4 separate regions of the Sus scrofa genome follow, and regions 2, 3 and 4 are each linked to region 1. The links are chromatin contacts, called in public HiChIP or PLAC-seq and promoter capture Hi-C maps. All regions are on one chromosome and are shown on one strand. The core of a region is the stretch at or near the end of the contact, and the rest is flanking DNA. Distances in the headings are between cores, read along the strand shown. Region 1 holds the start of LARP1B (la-related protein 1B). Region 2 holds the start of HSPA4L (heat shock 70 kDa protein 4L). Region 3 holds the start of PLK4 (serine/threonine-protein kinase PLK4). Region 4 holds the start of PGRMC2 (progesterone receptor membrane component 2).

Region 1 (3,041 bases), core at 21-2,520:
ACCTTTCCTTGAAAAGGACACATGCACCCTTATGTTCACTGAAGCACTATTCACAATATCAAAGATATGGAAAAAACCCAAATGTCCATGACAGATGATTGGATTAAGAAGATGTGGTGTATATACACAATGGAATACTACTCAGCCATAAAAAAGAACAAAATAATGTGATTTGCAGCGACATGGATGGAACTAGAGACTCATATTAAGTGAAACCAGAAAGAAAAAAGACAAATACCATATGCTATCACTTATATCTGGAATGTAATTTATGGCACAAATGAACCTATCTACAGAAAAGAAACAAACTCATGGGCATGGAGAACAGACTTACAGTAGCCAAGGGCAAGGGGAGGGAGTGGGATGGACTGGGAGTTTGGGGTTAGTAGATGCAAACTACTGCATTTGGAGTGGACAAGCAATGCGATCCTGCCAGAACATGATGGAGGATATTGTGAAAAAAAGAATGTATATATAACTGGGTCACTTTGCTATACAGCAAAAATTGACGGAACATTATAAATCAACATTATAGTTTTGATTTAAAAAAATTTTAAAGAGCATAGACAAAAACAAAACAAAATTTAAAAACCGATGACAAAGCATTATCAATTTGTTTTACTCGTGGGCGGGAATAGGGGCGGGAATAGGGGCGGGAAAGTGCACTAAATTCAGCTCCTGGGCAAAGGTCTCATAAAGATGCCTACAGATCACACTGTTTTTATTTTGGACGTGGCTCAAGTTACAGGTGACCACAGTGCCCCGAAGAGCCAGTAGGAAACTTTTTCATGGGGCGAGGCAACAGACGCAAGGGGCAAAGTTGCCCTGTGGGTGACCCCTGTCCATTCCGGAGCTGCCCAAGCCAAGATTATCCCCCTCGCCTGGAGTCAACTCCACTTAAGGGCTAGGGGTAAATCCACCGCCCAGCCGGGCGCCACGTGCGCAGCCCGCCCCGCCCCTCGCTCGCAGCCTGTCGAAGTCTGGCGCGAGCCAGCCGCGTGTCACAGAGGCCCTGTGCACGTCCCGCCCCTGCTCCCGCAGAGGGGGCCGCGGTAGCCGGGGAGCTGGGGAATCGCCCTGTTCGCCCTCCTTCCCCCTCGGCGGGCCGCTGCGGTGGGGCCCGCCCTCAAGCAGGGCGGCACCCAGCCGGGCGCTTCAGTCAACTACCGCCGGCGGCGGCCTGGCGAGGGCAGGAGCGGGTGAGTAGTCAGTCACGTCACGCTCCTTCGGTAGGCCCCGCCCCCTCTCCGTCCTTTCGGACCTCCCCCTCTACGCCCCCCGCCTCCGCCCCCGCGAGCAGTTACCGGCTCTGGGAGCGCGCGCGCCTCCTTCACTCCGCTAGAGGTCCTCCGTCCTCGGCTTGCGGTGCTTCCGCTGCTCTCCGCGCCAGGTGAGGGCTCGCGGCTCCCGGCTGCGGCGCCCGGCGCGTGTTGGCAGCTTCGGGCTTGCGCCGCTGAGGCGGGCTGAACCAGCGGGCGGTTAGCGCCCCGTTCGACGCGGGGAGGGGCGGCACGCCGGGCGCTGCACCGCCTCTGCCGACGCGGGCGGCCGTGGCGGCGGCGGCGGCGACTGTAGCCGGGCTCTCGGGTTCTCTGCCCCAGGCCGGAGCCAGTCGGTGTCCCGCCGGAGAGACGGGCAGCCGGGTTCCCTGGGCCCAGGCCCCCCCGGGCTGGGGCGGCTGGGGCAAGGGAACGATGTCTGCTCGCGCCCCGGTGCCCGCCGCTCACCGTCGGGAGGAGCCGCCCGCGGCAGCTGCTGAGAGGGAGTCGCTGTCTGCCGCGGCGAGCCGACAGGCGGAGCAGCTGCCTGCGCCCGAACGGGAGGGCAAAGAGGCGGCGAGGGAGGAGCGGGCCCCGGCCGCCACCAGCGCGGGGGCGCGAGGAGAGCCGTCGCCGGCGCCAGTGCTGGGACGCAGCGTGCCCCAGGCGGCTGTGCCCGTGAAGCCTCTGGCGCTGCACCTGGCGCACAAGGCGCGAGGGCCAGGGGGCCCCTTCGGTGGGGAGCCGCCGCCACCGCTGTCCCGGGACCCGCCGGCCAAGGAAGCCCGGGAGGAGGAGGTGGCGGCTGGCTCCGAGGAAAAGCTGCAGCCACCGCCGCTACCGCCGCCGCCGCCGAAGGAGAACCCCTGGACCAAAAAGCCTCCCCAGCACCTGTCCCCCGCCGGGACGGGGCTGCCGCCGCTTCCCCCACTGGAAACCCTGGAGGCAGGTCTGTGGTTCCTCTGCGGTGGTCACCGGGAGGGTGTGTGAGGGGAGACTCTAGTGGCTGGGGGAGGGGCAGCCCTCCTTTCCCTGTCAATCGGAGGTGTATCGTTCCAAGGTGTCATTCACTCTGCCTATTTACATAAATGGACATCTGGGAAGGGAGCTGCAGGAAGAGGTGGGACCTCGGGTTCTCCTTGACTGGTGGGGGCACGGCGAGGGTGAAAGAGCTGAGCCACTCGGCTGGCATGGCCCCAGTTCTGCCTTGCCCCCACGTGTTAGTGACATGGGAAAGTTGACTTAGGGGAGACGTTGCTGTTTGTCCCATAGAAAAGTTTCTGTGGACTTTTAAAAAAGGGGTGGAGCAAAGGTGTTTATTTGTAAAGTGGAAGCGCAACTGCGGTTTTTTTCTGGTGAAAGAATTGATAAGCTGAAAATCGCAGTCTTTTGTTTTTGTTGTTTTTTAAACAGTGCTAAGAAGTATTAGAAACTGTACCGTAGTTGCTACTAAAAAGCTTTGGGTTGATGATTTTGGTGGCAAATAATTGAAATAGGATAGTGCATTCACATTAGGTAGTCTTCTAACATCCAATTAGCTCTTTTTCCTTTTAGAGGAGATAAGATTATGCCACTGTACTTGAATGCCGACCAATGATGCACTGTGACCCTTGGTGTTTTATTTTGATTATGGCAACTACAGTTTTTGGGTGTTTTTTTTTTTTTTTCTTTTTTTAAGTTGAAATACTAAATAAAATGAGGACAAAAAGCAGTATCTCCTAGTTTTGCTTTCTAGTTAAGTTGTAGTAAATTGAACTTTTCATGTAGAAAACTGTTTACTTA
Region 2 (2,858 bases), core at 53-2,552, 230 kb before region 1:
GAAGGAAAAGAAATCGCACAAGGAATTGGGCGAGAAGGAACAGGCAATCCAAGAAGACCTGAATGTCAAGGAACAGAAGCACGAAGAACTGGATGACAAGGAACAGGAAACCCACGAAGAACTGAACAGCAAGGTACAGAAAACCTACGAAAAACTGAACAAAGAACATGAAACCCACAGAGAAAAGAACGAGAGCCAAACATCGTAAGTGAACACTATAACTTGGTTAAGTTTCAGACAGATGACAGATGGTGTTCAAATGAAGAAAGCAAATAGCTGGGCCATAGGAGGCTCTTTTCCTGTGGACAAAGGGCAGAGGCTGGAGGCAATGCACAGGCTTGCCCGATGGCAGAGACACCTAGACATAAGGTTGCTTTCCTGTAAAACTGGTTTTCAGAGGAAAAGCTAAGTGGAGGAGATCGCAGCTTTTAGGATAGTGTGAGGACAGTTACGTGAACGGAAAAATTGTCAGTATGTCATTTCTTGACATAAGTGGTTTTTTGGTTTTGGCTTGCTTTTTGGTACTTCAATCCCTGGTAAGGGGAAAAACAAAAACAAAAACACCCTAAAATGTGTTCATTTGGCTTTCACACAAAACACCATAGTTTGCGAAGAGAAAAGGCTTGGGATCGGCGGCGCCCCTTGGGGAGAGGCGAGGCCGCCACTGTCCGCACAATGGGCGCCACCTCACAGAGCCAAGCGTGGCGGGCGGGGGGCGAGGTCGCGCAGACTGACTGCCAGCGCGCCGGACTGCGGCACATGGCCCCTTCGGGGCGGCGAGGCCGGCGGGTGGGTGCTGGGGCTGCGGAGCGGCCCTCGGAGGGAAAAAGCGAGGCGGCGGCACCGGGCCAGCATCCGCCAGCCGGCGCGTCCGACTCGGGGTAGGCCTGGGCACTGTCCTGCCGCTGTATCTGGCCAGTCTCCGTTGCCAAAACAACCCGAAGGGGTCCTTCCAAACACGTGGGCAAACGGCCGTGCGGGCAGCAGCTTTCTACTAGCCCAACCGCACTGCGCCCAGCTGCCGCGCGGTGGCGAGCGAGCCAGCTCTGTTTCCCCTCCCCTCTACTCTCCCTGATCCTCCCCTCTCCCCCTTCTCCTCCCTCCCACTCCCGGCTGGCTCAGCTGCCTCCATTTTCCAGATCTTTCTCGAACCCGCAGCTCCTCGGGCAGCCGTTGCCCGAGTGCTGACGGAAGCGGCCGAAGTCGAGGTCGGGAGCAGCCTCCGGCGCGGAGCGGCAGCTCGTGCGCCTCCCCGGCGGCCGAGCGCGCAGGCGCAGACCCCAGTAACTGCCGGTTGGAGGCGGCCGAACCGCAGTGGAGAGAGACCAGGGCGGCGGAGGTTGCGGCGCAGGCGGCCTCCACCTCCTCCGAGGTTCCCCAACGCACTGCCCTAGATTTATTGCGCAGCTGCTTGGGGTCATCTCTTCTTTGCTTCTCGTAGGAGTCGCAATTCCAGGAGCAATAGCCCAAACGAGGACGCGGTTCCCGCACAGAGGGCTTCAGCACCATCTCCCCGACCATTAGGCGGCGGGATGTCTGTGGTTGGCATTGACCTCGGCTTTCTCAACTGCTACATCGCAGTAGCGAGGAGTGGCGGCATCGAAACCATCGCTAATGAGTACAGCGATAGGTGTACCCCGTAAGTGCCTTGTCTGTTCATAACCCTAGAAAACGTTTTATCCTGACCCTTAAGTTTGTTCCGCCTGCTGCTTCCTTCTGATGCGCAGAACTCGGAGATGACAGGTGAGGTCCATCAGTTGCAACCGCGGGTTGGCGGGCCCAGGTGGGAATCGGGCTTCCCCGCCCCGCGAAGCTGCTTTTCCTTCAAGGACAAGGGATTTAACTCTAATAGTTCGTGCATATCTCCTTTCTGTACCCACACACACCTCCCCCATATCCCCACCCCACGCCTCTGTCCCCTGGCGGCCCGGCTTTAGTTTTTTGGTAAGGGGTTGATGTGGGATCACTTCAATGTCCTGAATATTAGAGAAATATCTTTGGTTACCCCTCCCTAGTGGGGCTTGTGTGGGATTATTGGCCGCAGGCAGGTGTCCCCGCTGTGTAAAAGATTCCTTATTCGTTCTGCCTTAACTCCTTTCCGCAAATGTCTGCGTGACAGCTTTCTCTCAGAAAAGTAAGACATGAAAGCTTAAGCTGCATACATCAGAAGATGAGTTGCAAGTTCACCTGGGCCAGAAAGCTTTTTTTTTTTTTTTTTTTTTTTTAAGAAGGGGTTGAAGTGTTCAGGGTTTTAACTCCGTGTCCTTGAGAATAGAGGTAATCGGACTAGTTTCCAGGGGCTCGGGTTAATGGTGCACTAATGGGGAGAGCATCAGGGATGGGAGTCACTGGCTTCAGGTGTTGGTAAGGATCGTCCACTAAAGTAGTGGAATTAGAACCTACTCAAAGCGTGTTTCTACAGAATTGTTGGAGAGTCTGAGGTGGCTGTCTTGTGTAAACATGATTGTGAAGTGTTTCTATTATGAACAATTGATGAAGGAAGGAGAGGCATTATGTCATGGAAACATGTTTCCACATGTTTGTTTCTCTGGTCTGGGAAGTTTGTTAGCAGGGAATGTAAGACCAGGATTGTGAAAAACTAGCTTCTTATTGTAGGCTGTTGTTGCCAGTGATTTTATGAGCAAACCAACTGTTCATGTCTTAACTTTCTGTGGAGAGGAAACTAAGTATATTAATTTGCCCCTTCTGAATGGTCCAAAGTATAACACTTTAAATATAAGACTAATCTTGTCAAAGACCAGTGTTAAGCCTTTTAAATAATTATATTATGAATAATTTAAATTGTATCAAGGAGATGTTGACACATAGCATACTTGAAGCAGTTTGTGCTTTGGTTT
Region 3 (2,945 bases), core at 283-2,782, 160 kb before region 1:
GCATGTTTAGGTGGCAGGAGTATATGGGAACTCTCCATATCTTCCACTTAATTTTGCTGTAAATTTTAAACTGCCCTAGAAATACTGTCTTAAAAAGTCGATATAATACCTGATATTAACAATAAAGCGTAGATACCACCACCACTACCCCCAAACCCCACAATATCAGCAAACTATAGGAACTTTTGAAAATGTAATGGCAAAAACAAGTATAAATGGAAGACTGGACACTGGAACCAAGTACTCAAGCATTATAACATTTAAAGAAGTATTTCCAGAAACGAAGGGAAAAGTTGATTTTTCTCTGAACAGGGTTTTTACACAGCTTGAAGGTAGACAAACTTAATATACCCATTAATGTAAAGAAAAGAGCTTTCCCTTTAGAAAGTTTTTGAAGTAGTTCTCTGCTACATATCCTTGTTGAATACAACAATCTTATCATCTGATAAAGTGTATCGTACCAAATTTAAAGGTCTTTTTTGACCAGTCTATTAACACGTGTGTGAGATCTCTTAAATGTGAGTTATTATCCAAATGACATATATTTACTATTTACCAAAATACAGTTTATTTTCTATTTACTTATTTATTTATTGTCTTTTGTCATTTCAGGGCCGCACCCTGGGCACACAGAGGTGCCTAGGCTAGGAACAGCTGCTGGCCTATACTACAGCCACAGAAACTTGGGATCCGAGCCATATCTGCGACCTACGCCACAGGTGACCACGATGCCAAATCCTTAACCCACTGAGTGAGGCCAGGGATCCAACCCGCAAGCTCATGGTTCCTAGTCAAGAGTCGTATCCGCTAAGCCACGAGGGGAACTCCCAGTTTATTTTCTTTAAGCACCTTACACATTTTTTACAGTTATGAAAAACTGGAGTAAGCATTGGGGAGTAATGGAATGCTTACATCAGGTAATTTTTTTCCCTTGTGCTGTTCCACCAAGTTTAAACATTTGAAATTTAATTATCGTTGTAAACCCTTTACAGAACTGGAATAAGTAGCTTTTCAGACAGTGAGGTAAATAACTGACCGGTTGTAAATGCCTCATATTTCAGGCTGCCTTTTTTACTGTCTCGCGCAGGTCTTCCACAACTTAGAATGCCAACTCTTGCTTCCAAGCTGTAAGGTGCAGAAGCACTTCCGGTCTTCGGTCCAGAGACTAGCCGGGAAGGAGCCTAACACGCATGCGCGCCCCGGCGCAGCCTCTCCGCAACTACCCGTCTCGTTACGTCACCTCCAACCTCCCTTGACGGCAACCGGCGGGAGTTTTTCAAAATGGGAGCGCGAAGGCGCCACCCAGTCCTCGGAAGGTGCCTGGGAGACCTTTCCGTGGCTGTACTGTCGTCGCCAGGAGCGGCGGCCTAGAGAGCCGAGCCTGATGGGCGCCAAGACCCGCTGGCTGCTTGGAGCGCTGCCTCGAAAAGACTTCGTGAAGGGAGCTAATCCGGGAAGCACGGGCCGGGACCTAGAAATATGGCGACGTGCATCGGGGAGAAGATCGAGGTGAAAAGACTCGGCACTGCTCAGTAGGGCGAGTGGGAGTCGGAGTGTTGGGACTCGAGACCCTGGCTGGAAGGGGATCGGGCGAAGCTAACTGCCGCGGGGCGGGCGCCGAGGTGCTTTGGGAGGGTCCCAACCGCCGGGAGCCCGGCTGTTTTAAGGGCGGAGCGGCCCGCCCCTCACAGACGCGGGGGCGGTGAGACAGGTGTGTTGCTCGCAGCTCCGCCCTTCTGTTCCTAGACTCCAAGGCTTCTGGTCTGCGATCCCGCTCCAGCTGCCGCGCTTAGAGCAGAGCAAGACTGTCTCCCCTTTTTTCAAGGGGATGGCGGTTACCTCCGGCGGGAGCTGCGGCGGGATTCTCTTCAGGCGCTCAGCTCTCAGGGGGTTGGCTGGAGGTGGGAGGAGGGTGCTGAGGCTACACTGAAGTTGCGGAGCCAGACTTAGGATATTCTATCTAGAGCCCAGCCTGGAAGCTCAGCGAGACCTGCAAGGCATCAACATGCTTTCCACCCCAGACACCTGCTGTATTGAGGTGTAATATCTGCTTGAATTTTGAATGCAAATTCCCCTCTTGATCCATTTTCTCTTCTTTTCCAGCCCCTTCCTATTTTTTCCCTTTCTCCTTCTGAAAGTTGTCACACACATTCTTTAATTTTGACTTTTAAGGATTTTAAAGTTGGAAATCTGCTTGGTAAAGGATCATTTGCTGGTGTCTACAGAGCTGAGTCCATTCACACTGGTTTGGAAGTTGCAATCAAAATGGTAAGAATTTTGTAATCAACTTCTTTGCAGGTAACAAGAGATATTTGCTATTTGAAATGTCAGAAACTCCTTACCTGCCAGCCTTTTCTTTATGGTATAAAAATCCCACTGCTTAGGCAGGAGACAGTAGTTCCAAGTCCACCATTTGAACATAAGGTTATCGTAGGAGATCCTTGACCATACTTAAATAACATCTTCAGTACTGTTCATTATACCTGGTATCTAATTATGTGTACTTGGAATAATCGGTAGCGATCAAAGAACAAAAAATAACTTTAAAATAATAAGAATACACTTGTGCATAGTTCTATATTACACTGTAGCAAGCTAAAATACTGTTCTTTTTATCAGAAGTCAGTCTAGGGAGTTCCTGTCGTGGCTCAGTGGTTAACGAATCTGACTAGGAACCATGAGGTTTCGGGTTCGATCCCTGGCCTCACTCAGTGGGTTATGGATCCGGCATTACTGTGAGCTGTGGTGTAGGTTGCAGACGAGGCTCTGATCTCGTGTAGCTGTGGCTGTGGCATAGACTGGTGGCTACAGCTCCAATTGGACCCTTAGCCTGGGATCCTATATATGCCACGGGTGCAGCCCTAGAAAAGACAAAAAGACAAAAAAAAAAAAAAAAAGTCAGTCAGTAGGAGTAACATAAGCAAATTAAGAAACACTTATCTATA
Region 4 (2,857 bases), core at 185-2,684, 160 kb after region 1:
GTCTGAAGTTTATTAGTGTTATCTGGAAATGTATGTTATAACTACATTGCAAAAGAAGGGTTTCTAAACCAGCAACCTAAATATACACAGCTCTCTAAACGCAAAGTTCCAAAAACTTTTGGCTTGCAAAACTGGTGCGGGGTGGGGGTGGGGGGGTATGAATTTATAGCTCTTTTTTTTTCCTCAGTGAAAATACAATAAGTCATAATCAACGTGTATTTGAATACCTGCCTTCCTACTACCAAAAAAAAAAAAAAAAAAAAAAGAAAAAGAGAAAGAAACCGGACAGGCATGCCTGCTAGGTATATGAGCTCCACCCCCAAAACTCAGGGCGAATACCCTTGCCAGTATTTACTAGGATCTGCATTCTGGTATGCTTCATCTCACATTCATTGTTAATCTTGGAAAGCGTCTCCATACTAAAACTATTTTTTTTTAAGGTTGAAGTGTTGCTTATGTACCCGGACTTCATAGAGGGTTGGGACTTGGAGCTACGTGTACCTAAACGTGGCCCTATGAGTACTAGTAGAGAGAAAAGGGACATCAGTGGCAAAAAAAGAGTAAAGAAAGGAAAGCTGTGAATTACAGGGCCAAAAACTTTAGGTCCCTACTTTAGAAATTTTCCTTCTCTCCTGCCCACTACCATCCCAGGAGCTACAGTCTGAGGGCCAAGGTGACTGACGACAACTAAAAGGATTTTTTAAAACTCAGCACAAGAAAAAGCTGCGAGAAGAGTTGGGAAGAGAGAAAGATAAGAACTGAGAGCTGGTTCCTGGGACAACACTGGGACCCCGACTTCGGGGGAGAAACGCTGGAGGTGCCCGCGGCTGGGCTGGGTTGGGGACGGGCTGTCTCAGGTGCGGCAGACAAGGCGCGGGGGTCCAGATGTCGAGAAGGCTGCCAAACTAACCCGGTGCCCACGGGCCCTCCCATCAGAGGGGGGTCGCGCTTGATCTGCAGGGGGTCCTCACCCTCCCCTTCCAACTCCTCACCCGGGCCGTAGAACTTGCTGCCTTTGGTCACGTCGAAGACTTTCCCATTGACCGCGAGTAGGATGCGCGGCGTGCGGGACCCGTCATACTGGCGCAGCTGCTCCAAGCTGAAGTCCCGCTTCTTCATACGAGGCAGAGAAGCGGCTGGGCTCTCCTCGCCTGCCCCGGCTCCGGCGCCCAGACCCCGCCGCCCCCAGCGCACCCACAGCCGGTAGGCCCCCAGCAGCACTAGCGCCACCAGCGCCACGTTCAGCAGCATCTCCCCGCCCCCGTCAGAAGCGCCAACGCCGCTGTCGCCCAACCGCCCCCTTCTGCTGCCTCTCCCGCGCCGCCTGGGCTCTCGCTGCTGCCGTCGCTGCTGCTCTCGCTGCCACTCCCTAGGGTGCCTAGCTTCACGTCCCCATCACCCGCCGCCATCACTGCCCGCCAGCGCCTTCCTCCTCCTCCCCGCCCCCTGCCCGCCCCAACCTCACGGGGGCCCCGCCCATATGGGGGCCTCTCAGCCAATAACGTGAGGGTAGGGGGCGGGGCCAGATGGGCTCCCGATTGGGTGTTGACGGGGTAACGTTGTCTAGGATCCCTCCTCCACCTCCCTTCTTTTGCAGGCCGCGCTCGCGTGCGGCGCCCCGCCTACCTCGCCCCACACTTCCCTGCTTTTGCCCGTCATCTCTTCTAGTTGAAGTAGAAGGGGCGGTCCTGAAAAGATGCTGCGCGGGACGCGCGCGCGCATAGGCGGGGCAAAATTACTGCGCGTGCGCGGGTTCCGGGGCGCCACGCGCTCTCCTTTCCAATGCAACCCCTTCGGAAGGCACGCTCCGCCCAGTCCCCTCGCTGTGCGCGTGCGCCTAAAAGTCTCTTCCCTTCCCAGGCCTGGGTTGGCGTCCGCGAGCAGTTGCCTGTCTCTTGTCGCTCCGCCCGTGAGCTTCACGTGCGCCGAGGCTGCTGCTGAGGCGGGGCGGTCCCGGATTCCTTTCTGAGGGCATGAGTGGCTAGTGCGAGGCCTCGGCATAGTATTAACTGCTTTCGCAAATCGGTGAGGGGTGTCTCTCCCCTTGGACGCCGTCGCGCCCGTCCGGAAGCTATGAGCGTGGGCACTCAGGCAAAGCTACCGCCAGAAGTTTTGGCGATGAGCTGGTCTCCTGGCGCAGAGAGTGTACATAGAACCCGCATTGGAATTGTTTGGCAAAAGGAATCTACGTGCTGTCTGCGACAACGAGTAGCCACTCCCCAGTGGTTTTGGCCAAGGCTACTCTTGTCCAGTTTTCTTTCAGGTTTCAGTCTAAAGGTGTTATTCCTTAAGTCGTAATTTCTGGGGCGGTAGGGAAGTAGATGGGATAAGGTGGCCCTTCAATTCATTAGTTTAGCTTTATTTACAGTTTCTTTTCATCTACCTGGGCGTTGTAGAGTCTTAGCCTCACGTCCTTAAAATTCGGGTATAAGTGTCACCTGTGAAGCCTCATTCTGGATCTTTCACCTCACGCGCGCTCTCTTCATTTCACATACTCCCTTAGGCCTGAGTCTGTTTTTCTGCGTCTCAGTCTATGCCCCGCCCCGCCAAGCTGCTGTAAACTACTCTTGTGGTGAATGAAGGTTGTATCAGGGGAGTAACGGTTTCCGTTTAATCTTGAGGAATTGATGAGATGGAGGAGAGACGTGGGGGAGTATGGTATGCATATTAGGGAAACTAAGTGGTCCACTTTGGCTTTAAGTACTGAAGAGGGGCAAAGTCTGGAAAACTGAAATTTTAGTCTTTTGTATCAAGGGGTAGACTTGGGCTTTATATTGCCGGTTTTGGAGAAGCCACTGAAGATATTGAAGGGGCAAGTGACAGATGAGAGCTCTAGAGAGATTATCTACTGGGATTA

What was found. Promoter capture Hi-C pulls out the DNA fragments that hold promoters and counts their contacts. HiChIP or PLAC-seq counts read pairs in DNA pulled down with a chosen protein or histone mark.
Region 2: a promoter capture Hi-C map of fetal liver shows a contact between it and region 1, with 2.8 times the contacts expected there. The contact joins the promoter of HSPA4L here to the promoter of LARP1B in region 1. A contact is called at or near these places in 2 of 5 promoter capture datasets (fetal liver and liver), 2 of 47 Hi-C or Micro-C datasets (heart right ventricle and liver) and 2 of 2 datasets of contacts at active chromatin or transcription factors (alveolar macrophages and skeletal muscle).
Region 3: a contact with region 1 is called in an H3K27ac HiChIP or PLAC-seq map of alveolar macrophages. The contact joins the promoter of PLK4 here to the promoter of LARP1B in region 1. A contact is called at or near these places in 1 of 5 promoter capture datasets (fetal liver), 4 of 47 Hi-C or Micro-C datasets (epiblast stem cells, heart right ventricle, liver and 1 more) and 2 of 2 datasets of contacts at active chromatin or transcription factors (alveolar macrophages and skeletal muscle).
Region 4: a contact with region 1 is called in an H3K27ac HiChIP or PLAC-seq map of skeletal muscle. The contact joins the promoter of PGRMC2 here to the promoter of LARP1B in region 1. A contact is called at or near these places in 2 of 47 Hi-C or Micro-C datasets (heart right ventricle and liver) and 2 of 2 datasets of contacts at active chromatin or transcription factors (alveolar macrophages and skeletal muscle).

Annotation. Positions count from the first base shown.
Region 1 is chr8:96,854,298-96,857,338 of Sscrofa11.1, reverse strand. It overlaps LARP1B (la-related protein 1B), which reads left to right and starts at 1,270. Exons shown (of 20, transcript XM_021101600.1): 1 at 1,270-1,390.
Region 2 is chr8:97,086,684-97,089,541 of Sscrofa11.1, reverse strand. It overlaps HSPA4L (heat shock 70 kDa protein 4L), which reads left to right and starts at 1,302. Exons shown (of 20, transcript XM_021101609.1): 1 at 1,302-1,639. The coding sequence starts at 1,533.
Region 3 is chr8:97,011,604-97,014,548 of Sscrofa11.1, reverse strand. PLK4 (serine/threonine-protein kinase PLK4) reads left to right here and starts at 1,532. Exons shown (of 16, transcript XM_021101607.1): 1 at 1,532-2,038; 2 at 2,173-2,268. The coding sequence starts at 2,006. LOC102167943 (a long non-coding RNA gene) reads right to left here and starts at 1,189. Exons shown (of 5, transcript XR_001298442.2): 1 at 1,037-1,189.
Region 4 is chr8:96,691,400-96,694,256 of Sscrofa11.1, reverse strand. PGRMC2 (progesterone receptor membrane component 2) reads right to left here and starts at 1,434. Exons shown (of 4, transcript NM_001097521.2): 1 at 1,261-1,434; 2 at 993-1,258. The coding sequence starts at 1,409. LOC102166663 (a long non-coding RNA gene) reads left to right here and starts at 689. Exons shown (of 5, transcript XR_002346425.1): 1 at 689-817.